Regions from separate parts of the Mus musculus genome. Here all the other regions are linked to region 5. A link is a contact called in public HiCAR-type and promoter capture Hi-C data. All regions are on one chromosome and are shown on one strand. The core of a region is the stretch at or near the end of the contact, and the rest is flanking DNA. Distances in the headings are between cores, read along the strand shown. Region 1 holds the start of Bzw2 (basic leucine zipper and W2 domains 2). Region 2 holds the start of Ahr (aryl-hydrocarbon receptor). Region 3 holds the start of Tspan13 (tetraspanin 13). Region 4 holds the start of Dld (dihydrolipoamide dehydrogenase). Region 5 holds the start of Twistnb (twist basic helix-loop-helix transcription factor 1 neighbor).

Region 1 (2,700 bases), core at 133-2,632, 2.7 Mb after region 5:
ATTACCAACCATTTTCATGGGAGAATCTATCTGCTCCTCCCTCCCCAAGCTGAAGCTCATGTCTGTCGGTGGCTGTTGGGGGATGGGCAGCGGGAGTTTAGAAAAGATTTTGGTTAAAGATAAGAGATAGGGAACGTCATCTGTGGGTCTCTGAAGTGCTAGTACGCGCTTTGAGCAAAACGAGGTAGAGGGGCCACAGGAAAAGGCATTTCACATCATTCTTGGCACCGTGGAATGAAAGAGCGATCCTGGGGCTACTTAATAAAAACCACCTACATGATTATTCAAGTATTTCTCCCTAGCACAATTGTGTTTTAACGGAAACATCAATACCAGTCTGTTGAGAAACAACAGCAAAACTAAACAGTCATTTCCGAAGAAGCAGTGATTGACGCTGTAGAACGCTACAGATAAGCATCTTGGAGGAATGATTGAATATTTTCTTAAGCGTACCTTGCATCGGAGGCACAGAAAGGTACACACGATATTCACCTCTTATCTACCTACGGTGGACGCTCCAGGAGCCACACCACAGTTGAATGAAGGCTGGATTAAGAAACTAATCTAAGGCTATATATAGACAGCAACACCAATTTAATCCCCGCCCTCTCCAGCCTACCCTCCCTAGTTCCATAAATCCCCAAACCTGAGTTATAAAGACAGGCAGCTCTCTCAGAGCAAAAAAGACCCCCACACCCCAACAAAGTATCAGAGCAGTTGTAAGTCGCTTCTAAATATCCTTAGCGAACACCACAGGTCCAGGTTCCATGGCTTCCACAGAGGGCAAGAAATGACAGACAAGTACTGGGGAGGGCTAGGTTTGCAAAAAGAAATTTACCTTCTCCGAGCCTCTCCCAGTGTCGCTGGTCATGGGGTGTTCCCCTCACCTCCCGGCAGTGGGCCTCCCCGGGGATCGCCACGCACGAGACCATGTGCACCCGCCACTTTCACCGCGTGGCCAGCTTACGGCCGGCCCGCGGTCCCCGGAGCTCTTGGGGCGGACAAACGTAGCGAGGTCTAGGTCTCGCTCGAGAGGCACTAATACACAGTACGTGCATGGATGATGGCGCGGCGCGGGGGCTCCTCTATGAAGAGGAAGGCAACCGCCCCAGGTGGCACATGCTTCCTCCACGCCAGCTCCAGCCCGCTGGGACCCCTTGGCTCGGAGGCGGTCACTGCTCGCTCAACTCTCAGGCTCCCGCCGCCCCACCTGATCACCTCTTACCTGTCCAAGGAGGGAGCGACGACGCGCGAGACTGGTGGCTGCGGCGGATCCTGCAGCAGCAGTGGCGGCGGCAGTGGCTGAGGCAGACAATGGAGGAGTGAAGGACAGACACATTGACACAGACACACAGAACCCGGTGTAGCTCCGCCTCCTGCCCCGGCCCCGCCCTATCCCCGCCCCTTGCCCGAACCGCGCCACTCTTAGGGGCAGTGCAGCCCGTCTAGCTGCATCCCAATGCCTCCGCACGTGCCCACAGAAGTCACTACCAGGCAGAGAACTTCTATCCTTAGAATCCAAGGAACCCTGTGTCCCTGTACTTCTTAATAGGTTATCATGGGAATAGGAAACCTAGAAGATGTATTGAATCCCCTTCCAAATGTCTCCTTTTGGTTTGGACCTCGTAGGTTGCTCCAATTGGAGTCGCTTGCTGCCTCTTGCAGCTCCTCCTCCCGACCTGGCCATTGAGGCGCGGGGGCGGGACTTGTGGAGAGCGCCAGCCCGGCTCGCTCAAGCTCGCCGCACCCGCCAGCCCCCAGCCGTGAGACCCTAGCGACTCTGCCACTTCACTGGGCTGCTGCTCCGGCCTCGAGTTGCCTTGCTGTGGCGGTCTTCCACGACGCATACACGTCTCTTGTTTTTTTAAAAAACCTTTCCAAAGAAATAGAATAAGCGTCAAGCTGGCGGGAACGATGGGTCACATAAAGAAAGGCGAGCTGACCCAGGAGGAAAAGGAACTGCTGGAAGTGATCGGGAAAGGTACGGGTGCAGGGTTGGTATCCGGGTGCTGCACACCTGGTCTCAGGGCATTGAGGAGCCTGGAGCGCGCCCTAGGCCCGGAGGACCTTGGGCAACTTGCAATCCGGAAAAAGCCTTTCTGTCTCTGTCTGGGGACCGATTGCAGGGGCGGGGAGATGGGAGGCAGAAAAATTGAGGCCATCAGATCTAGGTTGCCGAGCTTAGACCTCTAAATCAGCTTTTTGGAAATCGACCGACTGTCACTACACATCTTAGACAGTCACGCGTGGCCCTGGGCGCCTGTCTTTGCGTATGCATGCTTGCCAGCTCATTGGATGTTTTGACCGTAATCAGTCAAGACCGCAGTGGCCTGGTAGTTCTAGGCTCCAAGTCGGGTGTATAAAGGGCCCTTTCGACTTCCGGAGGCTTAAGGATCTGGATCCCTTGCAGATCCCCGCCCCTGCTGCGGGTGGAGGGAGCTTTCAGCAACAGGGGTTCTTTATAAGGGCACAGAACTCGCTCTGCATGTTCCGCCCTGAGCTTTCTGCATCAAGGCCTTCTGTGGCTGGCTTCCTGTAGCCCAGGTCGGCGCAGGCACCCACAGACACGACTGACCTTGGTCCGATGTTAGACCTCAAGTGATCTTGTTGAGCTCCTTGGTGCTTCCCAGTCCACTTTGTGGATTCGAGCCACGCCTCCTCTGTGCAGCTTGCAGGAAGGAAGCCAACTAGAAGCCATGT
Region 2 (2,700 bases), core at 19-2,518, 2.1 Mb after region 5:
TCCAAGGTAATTATGAATGAATGCATCAATACAGACAACTCCTAAATGGAACCCTGTCTCAATCATGAATCTCTTTTCTGAGGGGGGAAAAAAAATCTCCCATCTCATACAAATAGCCCATGGAAATAAAGACCAAAGCCTGTAATCTCTGTCAGAATTGGCAAAAAAAAAAAAAAAAAAAAAAAAAAAAAAAAAAAAAAAGCAAGGGGAAATGAACTACAGGTAGAGAGTAGAAATAACTTAGAAGTCAGTCTAGTTCTTTTTCCTCTTCTTAATGATTTAAAATTTTACAGACCCAAAAGCACTCCAAAAGGAGGAAGAAAACTGCACCAAAGAGTGGCTAAGAATGCCACCAAGCTGCCAGGGCACCTGTCCACTGCACACTCCAACCTGCTATCAATTCTGCGCCTACACCGAGCCCTGCAGAACTGCTGCCTAGGAAGTAAATGAGAGAGCAAAACAGAAAGCTAGGCGCTAAGAACAGAAAGACATTCCTTCAAAGGCACAGGTCCCCTCCTTCAAGACAACACGTGTTTAGCTCTGCCCAACATCTCACCTCAGTGAGCTGTCTACTTATCCTCCGTGTCCCCTAAAGCTCACGGCAGCGGAGATCTAGAGTGGAGGATTTCCAGGCAAGCTTAACTAACTAAGCTAGAGCGGCACTAGGTAGGTCAGAGCTGTCAACGAACCAGCCAGGGAAGGTCGCTGAGCAGTAAAGGTGCAGGTGCCTGAAAGCAGGATTTTTTTTTTTTTAACGCATTGGTTGAGACTCAGCTCCTGGATGGCGGCACGCGTGGGGACCTCCCGCACCCTCGGAGCGCGCCTGCCCGCCGTCACTCACGTTTTCTGCACCGGCTTGCGCCGCTTGCGGCTGGCATAGGTGATGTTGGCGCCGCTGCTCATGGTGCCCGCGCCCTGCCCGCTCCACCTGCGTCCCGGAGGCGGCGCCCTGCCCGCGCTGCGCCCAGGTGAGCCGCCGCCGAGGGCGGGACGACCGCGACGCGCAGGTGCGGGCGACAGAGGAGACTCGGGCTGCCCGAGCTGGCCGCGGAGGAGAAACCCGCACGCTAGCCGCGCCCGGTCCCGAGGGTCAGGAGGGGCCGCAGTGCTCTAGGGCTTCCCGGCTCCCGCGCTGTGCCGCGGCGTCGCTCACAACCCTGCCTGGCAGCCACCCCCGAGTCCGTCCACCAGTTCGTCCTCCGGGTCGCTCCGGGCTGAGCCTCTCCGGGACACGCGTGGGGCACCGAGCGTCAAAGGGAGCGCACACACACGCTGCCGCCCGCCGCGAGCCCGCTCCTCCGCAGCCGCGACCCCGCGCAGCTCCGCCCCGGGCTCCAGCCCCGCCCCACCTGCTCGGCCCCGCCCCTCACGGTTCCCAGGAGGGCCCCACCCTCTTCGCAGCACGTGATGACGCAGGACGTAGTGACTCCCAACACTTCTTGCAGTCCGAGGTTCTGGGGGTGGGGTGGTGTTCGCCCAGTACCTGTTTTCCAGCCTCAAAAGGGGTGTGAGGCCACATTATGCCTAGGCAAATTCCTTGTAACCCAGACATCAAGATTTACCAGGCAAAGAGCTTAGCTCATCCTAGAGTTGAGTCATCTAATTTTTGACAAAGATTTTACATTGAGCTGGTAGATAAATAACTGCGACTGGAGAGCATTCTAAGGGGAAAACTTCAAAAATGCCCTGCAAAGTTAGTTGTCTTGAAGGCTACGAGTTTTATAATCCTTTTCCCTCCCACATTTATTTTATGTCTACAGAAGACAATAAAACATCGTTTCCTCCATCAGACTTCAGGAAGATGAGAAGGAAAGAAGCACAGGAGTGCTGAGAGCATGAGAAATTGGAGGGTAGGTACTGAGACTATGACCAGAGACCTGAGTTTCTGTTAGTAGTACGGTAGAGCTGATGGGAGGAAAAAGAAAAAAAAAAAAAAAGATAATCTAGGAACAAATCATAAAGATTTAATGAAGAAATTGGGTCTCATTCTGCAGACAACAGAGAGCTTTTAAAGGCGTAATTTGGAAGATGATGTTCCATCTTTCTTGGGAAAGTCACTGTGGGAAAAGGTGGAAATTCTGTTACTCAGGAACAAAACAGATGGAAGAGAGAATCGCTGGGAAATTGATGAAATCGACCAGCTGCAAGACCAATGGCACAGCCATGGGGATGAGAGAAAAGAGACAGCAGAGATGATAAAGGAAGAGGGAAGGTCGCTGTTAACCACCAAAGAATAGAGGCAGAGAAGTGAATTTTGGGAGTCAGGTAGGTGATGCTGGACATGAAGAGATAGAGATGAAGTCTGATGTGTTTTATAGATTTGAGAAAGAGATCAGAAGAGAGGATACACAACAGCAAGGAAAAGGATAGCGAGAAAACTAAGAACAACAAATGGTGCCCAGGCTGTGGAGGAAGAAGAACCCGCATCACTGTGGGTGGTTGTAAACTGGTCCAGCCACTGTGGAACTCTGTATAGAGTTTCTCAACAAATTAAAAACAGATCCACAAGATGACCTGCTATTCTCCTGCGCACATACCTGATAGCCCTTCATTCAAAACAAGTGAGAAGTGGACCCAGACTAGATTCACATCAACCTATGGATGGATAAATAAAATGTAGTGCGTCTACACAATGGCATTTTATGGGACTCTGAATAAAACTGAAATCATGGCATTTGCAGGTAAACAAGTGGAACTGGA
Region 3 (2,700 bases), core at 199-2,698, 2.6 Mb after region 5:
CTTTGCCATCATTTTCAGACACACACCAGAAAAAAAAAAAAAAGGTAAAATGACCCGTGACCTGGTGTCTCTGCTTGTCAACCACAAGCGGCCTCTCTTGTCCATAGATGTAACCTAAGCTGGCCCAGATGGCCTGGCTCTGCTAATGCAGGGAAACTGGGTTTGTTTTCAGGGTGGGTGCTGCAAGCACCAGATGTATTTATAGAAGAGAACAAGTCTCCGATGGAATGAGATGACCGAAAGGAAGTTTCTTCCACGCAGGAGAGGCAGCTTGTGGAAAGGTCTAGATTCCACAGCTTGGTTCCAGTCCAGACTCTCCAACTACCAGTTATGAAAACTTAGTAAAGCCTTTTTTGGTCTTTACCGTTATAAAATTTAGACAACTGCGCTTGCCACAGATAGATAACAAATTGACAAATGAAAAGGCTGGGGTGGTGAAGGTTTTCAATAAACATCACCTCAACTTCCTGCTGTCCAGCCACAATTATGCCTCAAAAAAAAAAAAAATCAAACTGAGTTTTCCATGTTAAAGCTGGAAGGCATATGCTGATACGTAGGGAGGAAAAAATAAATAAAAAAATAAAAACGACTTGGGTGGAGGACTATATACTGAAGGACTTCGCCAAAAATGGAGCTAGAATATTGATAAAGGGGAAGGAAGATGGCATGGGAAAAGCATCAGGCGAATACCTCACGGGCAGAAACATCAACAAAGAGACTTTATGTAAGCACGAAACAAACTTCGGAAGCCACGGATATCCTGTGAACCTGCTCTATGGCCTCCATTCAAAAGGCAGCTTTTAGAGCTGTGCCAGAAGCGCGCCATCCACAGGCCGCCTGGTCCATCCCAGGCCCCACTATCCCGCAAACCTGTCCCCTAAGCCCGGGCTGCTCTCCAGCCTCCGAACCTCCAGATGGGATGGCCAGCCGAAAGCGTGCGGCTAGAGGGATTGAGATGGAAACCTGGGGATGGATGAAAGAATGGGGAGAGTGGGAAGGAACGCGAAAGTGAAGGGCTGCAGAGAGCAGGGCGAGGGGCGAGCGCCACAATGAAGGACGGGCGGAGACTGCGACAAGCAGGCTCGGGGTCCCGGGCGGGGGCTGCAGGCGAAACTGGGGCGTGGGAAGCCCGCAAGGGGCGCGGGATGGGGCGCAGGCGAATACTCAGGCGGGGAGGAGGCCGACGGCCCCCGCAGGTGCCACCGGGCGCGGGCTACTCACGGTATACAGCAGGTTGAGCGCGCACAGGCAGTTCTTGGAGCACGAGAAGCCCCCGCACACCATCGTGGCGCGTGGGCTAGCGGGTGCCTGCGGGTCGAGGCGTCTTCCGCCGGGCTGGGCGAGTAGCTTCTGGATCCTGGCCTCCTGAGCCTGTGGCCCGGGCTAGGCTCGGGGCTCGGGTTCGGGGTTCAGGATCAGGGCTGCAGTGCCGCGCCCGCAGCGGCTCCCACCCGCTCTGCAACCTGCGGCCGCAGCGGATCCGCCGATCGCGCGCCCCGCCCCGCCGCCTCGTCTCGCCCTGCACTCTGATTGGCCACTGCTAGGGAACAAAGGTAGAGATATGCAAATCAATGCGCTCTGGGGTCCGGGAGAGGCGGGGCAGCTCAGCGGAGGAGAAGGAGGAGGAGGAGGAGGGGGCCCCGAGACTGTCTGGAGGGAGCCGGCCTCTGGCTCACGAGACTGTGGCCTCTGTATAATTTCCCCCCTCCCAGGTGAACAGCAGAGGGCGGGGCTCCACGCTGGCAGGAGAAATGACAGCACCTCTCTCCATTCTTGCCCTGTGGGTGACGTGGCACCATTTTGAATGAGATGATAAAACAAATCGAAGCACCTGGCCTCGTTTGAATGAAAGAAAGACGACAAGAATGAAAGATTTACAGAGAACAGGGAAGGGGGCAATGAAAGGAAAAACATCAGTGAAAGACTAAAAAGAGCAAATAAAAACTAATTTCTCTCGACATAGGTAAGAAAGGTAACCTGTAATTGTGACAGATTTCAGATCAAGAGGACTTAATCTACAGGGATTTTTGAAATACTAATAAACCTTATGAATACATATGTGCAAAATAAATCAGGAGTCTTTATTCTTGTAGTGGGATCCTGGGTTTTAGGGGCCTATTTTTGCATAAATACAAGCTAGGAAGCCTTTCGATAACAGATTCAATTAATTTATCATCACTTTTGTTTGCTGCATCTTCATCCTGATTCCTAACCTCTAACTAGATTATTAGAAGTATATCATGCACTATTTGACAGACCCCCTTGCATAGAATAAAGTGTCCTATCAGATGCACCAGTGCGCCTGATGGTTTTAAGGCACTCACTACTGGGTTCCAACTGTTAAGCGGCAGTAAAGGCTTGGTATTTTCTATTTGGTATTTTCTATCAAAAGAAATTCTACCAATAGGTTTTATAAAGAGATTTTTAAGGGCCTTAAGAGTTGGCTCAGCTGTTATGGCACTTATTGCTTTTACAGAGGACCCCAACACCCAAATGGCACTCACAACACCTGTCTCTCCAGTCCTGGGGATCCAGTGCCCTCCTCTGACCTTAGTGGGCATCAAGCATGCACATGGTACACACATGCAGGCAAAACACTCGTAAAATAGTAAAATAGATCTTTTAAAAAGCGATTTTCAAATTTACTGTACATTTTGAGCCTAAAACTTCTCACGGTTAGGTGAATGTATGTCAAAAAAC
Region 4 (2,700 bases), core at 128-2,627, 2.1 Mb before region 5:
TAAATCTAATAAAAATATATTTAATGGCTTACAGTTTTATTAAAACTTCAGAAAGCATTGTTAATTTTATTGCCAAGGATCAGTTTAGTATTCTAATTAAAATCCCAAAACTTTGAATTCAGGTATTTAAGTATTTCAATGATATTCATTTCATCTGTCATTCTGCTTCCTAACAAATCTACTTAACAGTCTGTAATCACTTATAAGATCTATAAAGATGTTCTTAAGCCACCAACTGGACTAGGAAAATGTACCAACAACGGAGTGGCCTCACATTCTGGAAGTCCCACAAATTGCATCATAATCTCACACTCTCTAAGCAGTGTGACTACCATTTCCTAAGGCCAGGGCCACATAAAGAAAGCACACTTCCAGCTCCTATCACAGCGAGTAAGCAATGGACAGCAGCGACAATATACTCTGATGCAGCAAGGTTTTTTACTTGAAGACAACTTCTGCACCTGAGATCAAGATATGCCAACCAAAGAGGAACAAAGAACTGTCTGTACTGAGAGACGCGGCTCACCTTCTCCCTAAAACAGTGACATTTTGCGTGTTACATTAACTTTTAAAGACACAGACGGCTCAGCCGTGAAGAGTCTCATTTCTGTATTGTCCCTAAAGTTATCCTGCTACCCTGCCACTAGGCCTCATACATTCAATTTGGCAGCTGTCAATTGGCAGGTGAAATGGGAAAGTTGTTTGGACGACAAACCGCTGCAATTAAAACTATAAGCCCCAGGGCCTGACTGATGGCAGGGTGCACTAGTTTAGAGACGTGAATGAAAACAGATCCTTGGAGGAGGAACTCGCGGGACGGTGTGTTGGAGCTGACCACGTCTGGGCCAGTCGGGCCTCAAGGTTACTTCCCCGCCGTAGGAGAGTAGGCCACCCCCCGGGTCATTAGGATGAGGCGAAAGGTAGGAAGGGGCAGGCCGCGCGTGGCAAGGGTCATTTACTCCTCCCCGAAACTGGGGGAGGGCCCAGGCCCCTGGACCAGCGTCCGGGTCGTGTGGGGCTGCGGGCAGTCATTCCGCAGCAGGGCCCTCCCGAGCCCGGGCTCGCGCTCCCCGCTGCCTCGGGAGGCCGCACCGAGCCGGCATAGAGGCGGGGCCGCGGCGGTTCCCGGCGGCAGGCCGCGTCCGGGCCCACAGCGGGCGTCTAAGTGCCTGTGGTCCAGCATCATCCCCTCGCGGGCCGCCCTCACCTTGGCCAAGGAGCGGTACACACGACTCCAGCTCTGCATCGTCCCTCGGTCCCGTCCCTCCAACCAGGGGTTTTCACCTCCGCTGAACGCCTGGTAAGACTTATCCAAGGTCTCCCCACCCTGCGCCTGCGCAACATATACGTCATCGCCGAGGAGCAGCGCGATTGGCCCGAAAGGCAGAGGCTTTCCGGTCGCTTCGTCGTGCGCTGTCGTGAAGGGCGCTGCGCTTTGTGGCAGCTGGGGAATTGGAGAACTGTTGCTCAAATGACTGGAGTAGAGTTGCAAATTATCCTTGAAAGACGAACTAGATAAATAAAAATGTTGTTTCTTCAGTAAAGCCCACAGAAAGTAAAGTTTAAATAGGAAAGGAAGAAAAGTTTGACAACTTGACAAGCTTATGGTTGTGCTAGATATTCGTGGGCAGTAGGCTTTATCTAGCTTTACAAAAACCGTATGAACTGTTTGCATTTTCTGGATGGAGCCCTGAGAGGTTAAAGAAAGCAAAGGAGAGGTAACTGCAGCTCTACGAACAAAGGCTTTGATTTTAACGGCTGGTTTACAATCTCTGTTCTCGAAGGCAATGGAAAGGATAGGCTTGAACCTTTCTTCACCAACATCCTGTTCTGAAAACTGCGCTAACAAAAAGTATAGAAAACAAGCTCCCTTCTATTTTTGTATTTTGAAAGCACGCCTCCCTTGTAGAAGAAACTAGAAGGGTTGGGATGGTGGGTGAGGTGTTAGGTTTTCATTGAGAGTGCACCTAAAAGATTGCTAACTGTTGTCTATAAGATTGAGCACAGAGCCTGGCGTGGTGGGCTACGCCTTTAATCCCAGCACTCGGGAGGCAGAGGCAGGCAGATTTCTCAGTTCGAGGCCAGGCCAGCCTGGTCTACAGAGTGAGTTCCAGGACAGCCAGAGCTCCCTATCTCGAAAAACAAAAACAAAAACAAAAAAAAAAAAAAAATTGAGCACAGAGATTTAAGGTCTGATACCACTTTGTAATAACAGTCTCTAGTTTAAACCTTAACTCTATACTTCTCAAAAGTTTACAGCCCAGGCACTGTACTGAACTCCATAGAGTTAGGGATTAGATGAATATTACTTCTTACCTATCTATGCCCATTTAGAAGGAAAAAGACATGAATAAATGATTTTTTAATGTTATGACGAAAGCTAGCTGTTACCAAATATTAATCACCACCACAACCCCTTTTTGGTTTCTTGAGAGAGTGTCTCATGTGTCCCAGACTGGCTTCAAACTCAATATAGAGCTTAGAATGACCTTGAATTTATAGTCCTCTTGCCTTCATCTCCTGAGTGCTGGGATTACAGGTGCCCACCACCATGTGTTGCTGATTGCTGGGAACGGAACCCAGAGCTTCTAGTATACCAGGCAAGCATTCTTCACCTGAGTTACATCTTAAGCCCTTGTTTTCCCCTTTCATAAGATAAGAGATTGTTCAGCTGGACAGATGGGTATTCAGAATAGCATT
Region 5 (2,700 bases), core at 68-2,567:
ATCTGCTTTGTGCTAGTCTATAGACAGGCCTTGCTATTTCCATAAACTCTGATATTCAGAGCCAGCAATATACAGCTGTCTTAGTCTTTGGCATTGGAATCTGAAGGATGGTAACAATGCTATTCTGCGGTGGGCTCCTCTTGCTTCCCTTCATCAGGTAGCCAAGGTAGGTAGTTTTTTATGAAGCTGGGCTTTTTAAACCAACATTTTGCAGCCCAAGATGTGCACAGTTCCTGCACCCAAGGCTTAGAGATCATAGTTGAAGAAGGTGGAGGGTTGTAAGAGCTAGAGGAACAGTTTGGGTTGTTAGGACATCACGGTCCAAATGAAGGTTTCTTTTTTATCCCTTGGGCAATACAAACCCTTGTGCTGATATGGTTGATGTCTGGGTATACAAAAGAAGGTCAAAGCTGGTAGCTGGGCTTAGCCATTTGAAAAACATGTCACAACACTCTCACTGTGATATAGCAGAAGGCAGAGGGACCCTAGATTGGAGAGGTATGGTGTTAGCAGTTCAGATGTTGCCTTTGCAATTTGTGGCCTGCTGCGGTGTATGATTGGGTTCAGCAGTGAAAATCTCCACGAATGTTTCTGATTCCTTATTGAACAGCTCAGGCGCATAACAATGTATCAGGCCTCATTGCAGCTGGAACCGGGCACTCCTATCAATAGCCATGCTGAATCCAATAAAGACAATACTCAGTTGGGAGTAGTGGCTCGTGCTTTTTATCCCAGCTCTCTTGTGGCAGAGGCAGGCAAATATCTAAATGTTAGAACCAAACCAGCTTGGTCTACATAGCGAGTTTCAAGTCACCCAAGGCTACATGGAGAGATACTGTCTAAAAACAAAACAAAAACAGAAAACCAAAAGAATTAAAACAAAACAAAACAAAACAAAACAAAAGCTCAAACCATTAATTCACTAGGCCTTGACCCAGTATTGAAAGAAACTGGGAGCTTAAAAAACAAAACAAAACAAAACAAGCTATTTTGGGCCTCTGCCTTTTTATACTTAGGTGCCCAGATCAATAAATTCAATAAATTCAAGCTTCGCTCCATAACTGAGCATACTTTGAAGTGATGAACATCTGCCTATAGATATCAGAGAACCGCCTCTGGATATCACACATGCTCTATAGGTACACGGCCTCAGAGGTTTATCTGGACTCGGGAAAGAGCAGCAGCCCTCTGCTGGTCAAACCTCTATAATGCAGCTTTAGAAGATTAAAAATCCCCAGGCCGCGGTCGGTCGCCTTTTGATGATGTCAGCCATCATCAACACTCAGAGGTGAGGCGGGAGGAATGCTTGCGTCATCCGTGCGCGCCCCGAAGCACCCAGCCAAGCCTCATGGCTGCGGGATCTGTGGAGTCTCAGCGGTCCCAGGCGGCCTCCGAGAGGCCCGTGGCGGGTCAGGCCGGGGTCCTGCCTTGCCTGGAGTTGCCGAGCTACGCGGCGGCGTGCGCGCTGGTGGGCAGCCGCTATTCGTGCTTGGTGGCTGCCCCGCACCGCAGGCACATCGCCCTGTCGCCCCGCTACCTGAGCAGGAAGCGCACGGGCATCCGCGAGCAGCTGGACGCCGAGCTCCTGCGCTACTCCGAGAGGTAAGATGTCGCCGCGTCCTCCCGGGAGCCCCGTCTCTGCTGGCCAACGGGCCCTCAGCTCCGTAACCCCACGGCGCCGCGGAAGTAAAGTCGCACGAGCTTCGTGAACCTTAGCCCCGGCGTCTACCGTCGCCTTCGGCGCCGCTGGCCTGGATGCAGTGGCCCGGTTCCTGGGGATGAAACTGGCTGGTGTGGTGTGAGTGGCGGCTGCTGCAGTGCTAAAAGCACTCCCCGTGTGGAGACTAGAGGTGCCCGGTGTCTAGAAACCCACCAGGCTGAGCTTTGGGTATTAAACGTTTCGTTTAATCACTTCCGGGTGTGTTCTCACCTAATAATGAAAATTTGCTGTCAGTATTATTCTCCTAATGTGGAAGCCGGTTCATTGCAAAACATAGGCAGGTTTGTTTGTAATTTCATTGTTCCCCGTCCCCCCGGGGGGCGCTAATTGGGGATGAACGACGAGCCTAATTTTTTGTAGGAATAGAAAGTTCACACACACACACACACACACACACACACACACACACACACCAGTGCATTTATATTAAGCACTAGTAAGAATACCTTGAAAAAGAAAATCTCAGAATTTCAATGGGAAATGATATGCCATAACACTTCACAACTAATTTGGCGGGAATGGGGGCAAGGTTCAGAGATACCTGAGATGACATCGATGTCTTTAGTAATTCAATGACACTTCAGAAATTGCAGGGATTGTTTTGGGGCAAATTATCCAAAGCAGTTACCACTCTCGAGGACTTTGGCAGTCAGCCCCATTAACCATCCAAGGTGGTCACTAAGCATGGAAACATAGTTATGTTAAGTAGTCTAACCAGCTTTTCATTCATTGGGGAAAAGTTATTTAAAGATGCATAATAGGAGCCACACTACAGACGAGAATCGGATCATTTCTGTAACAGAATTGGATAATGCAGCCATGTAGAATAGAATACACTGTTTAATTGAGCTGGACACCTCTCCTTGTTACTGTGCTAAAGGTATGCTAAAAGAAGCCTATTTTTTCCAATGCAAATTAGGTTTCAGTATTACTTGAGTATTAGTTAAGAGTAATAAAAAGTCAATAAAACATTGAAAATA

What was found. Promoter capture Hi-C pulls out the DNA fragments that hold promoters and counts their contacts. HiCAR-type assays count read pairs that join an accessible place to other places.
Region 1: a HiCAR-type map of astrocytes shows a contact between it and region 5, with 4 times the contacts expected there. The contact joins the promoter of Bzw2 here to the promoter of Twistnb in region 5. A contact is called at or near these places in 3 of 39 promoter capture datasets (liver and pre-B cells), 3 of 115 datasets of contacts at active chromatin or transcription factors (astrocytes, embryonic stem cells and pro-B cells) and 2 of 9 other capture datasets (adipose tissue and liver).
Region 2: a contact with region 5 is called in a promoter capture Hi-C map of liver, with 10 times the contacts expected there. The contact joins the promoter of Ahr here to the promoter of Twistnb in region 5. A contact is called at or near these places in 5 of 39 promoter capture datasets (embryonic stem cells, hippocampal neurons, liver and 1 more) and 1 of 115 datasets of contacts at active chromatin or transcription factors (embryonic stem cells).
Region 3: a contact with region 5 is called in a promoter capture Hi-C map of pre-B cells, with 3 times the contacts expected there. The contact joins the promoter of Tspan13 here to the promoter of Twistnb in region 5. A contact is called at or near these places in 5 of 39 promoter capture datasets (embryonic stem cells, hippocampal neurons, liver and 1 more), 2 of 115 datasets of contacts at active chromatin or transcription factors (astrocytes and large pre-B cells) and 1 of 9 other capture datasets (liver).
Region 4: a promoter capture Hi-C map of pre-B cells shows a contact between it and region 5, with 6 times the contacts expected there. The contact joins the promoter of Dld here to the promoter of Twistnb in region 5. A contact is called at or near these places in 5 of 39 promoter capture datasets (hematopoietic stem and progenitor cells, hippocampal neurons, liver and 1 more) and 1 of 9 other capture datasets (liver).

Annotation. Positions count from the first base shown.
Region 1 is chr12:36,155,443-36,158,142 of GRCm38.p6, forward strand. Bzw2 (basic leucine zipper and W2 domains 2) reads right to left here and starts at 1,383. Exons shown (of 12, transcript NM_025840.3): 1 at 1,226-1,383. Ankmy2 (ankyrin repeat and MYND domain containing 2) reads left to right here and starts at 1,682. Exons shown (of 10, transcript NM_146033.3): 1 at 1,682-1,981. The coding sequence starts at 1,915.
Region 2 is chr12:35,533,721-35,536,420 of GRCm38.p6, forward strand. Ahr (aryl-hydrocarbon receptor) reads right to left here and starts at 1,269. Exons shown (of 11, transcript NM_013464.4): 1 at 842-1,269. The coding sequence starts at 903.
Region 3 is chr12:36,041,030-36,043,729 of GRCm38.p6, forward strand. It overlaps Tspan13 (tetraspanin 13), which reads right to left and starts at 1,449. Exons shown (of 6, transcript NM_025359.3): 1 at 1,222-1,449. The coding sequence starts at 1,284.
Region 4 is chr12:31,350,094-31,352,793 of GRCm38.p6, forward strand. It overlaps Dld (dihydrolipoamide dehydrogenase), which reads right to left and starts at 1,378. Exons shown (of 14, transcript NM_007861.5): 1 at 1,208-1,378. The coding sequence starts at 1,246.
Region 5 is chr12:33,428,307-33,431,006 of GRCm38.p6, forward strand. It overlaps Twistnb (twist basic helix-loop-helix transcription factor 1 neighbor), which reads left to right and starts at 1,318. Exons shown (of 4, transcript NM_172253.2): 1 at 1,318-1,602. The coding sequence starts at 1,349.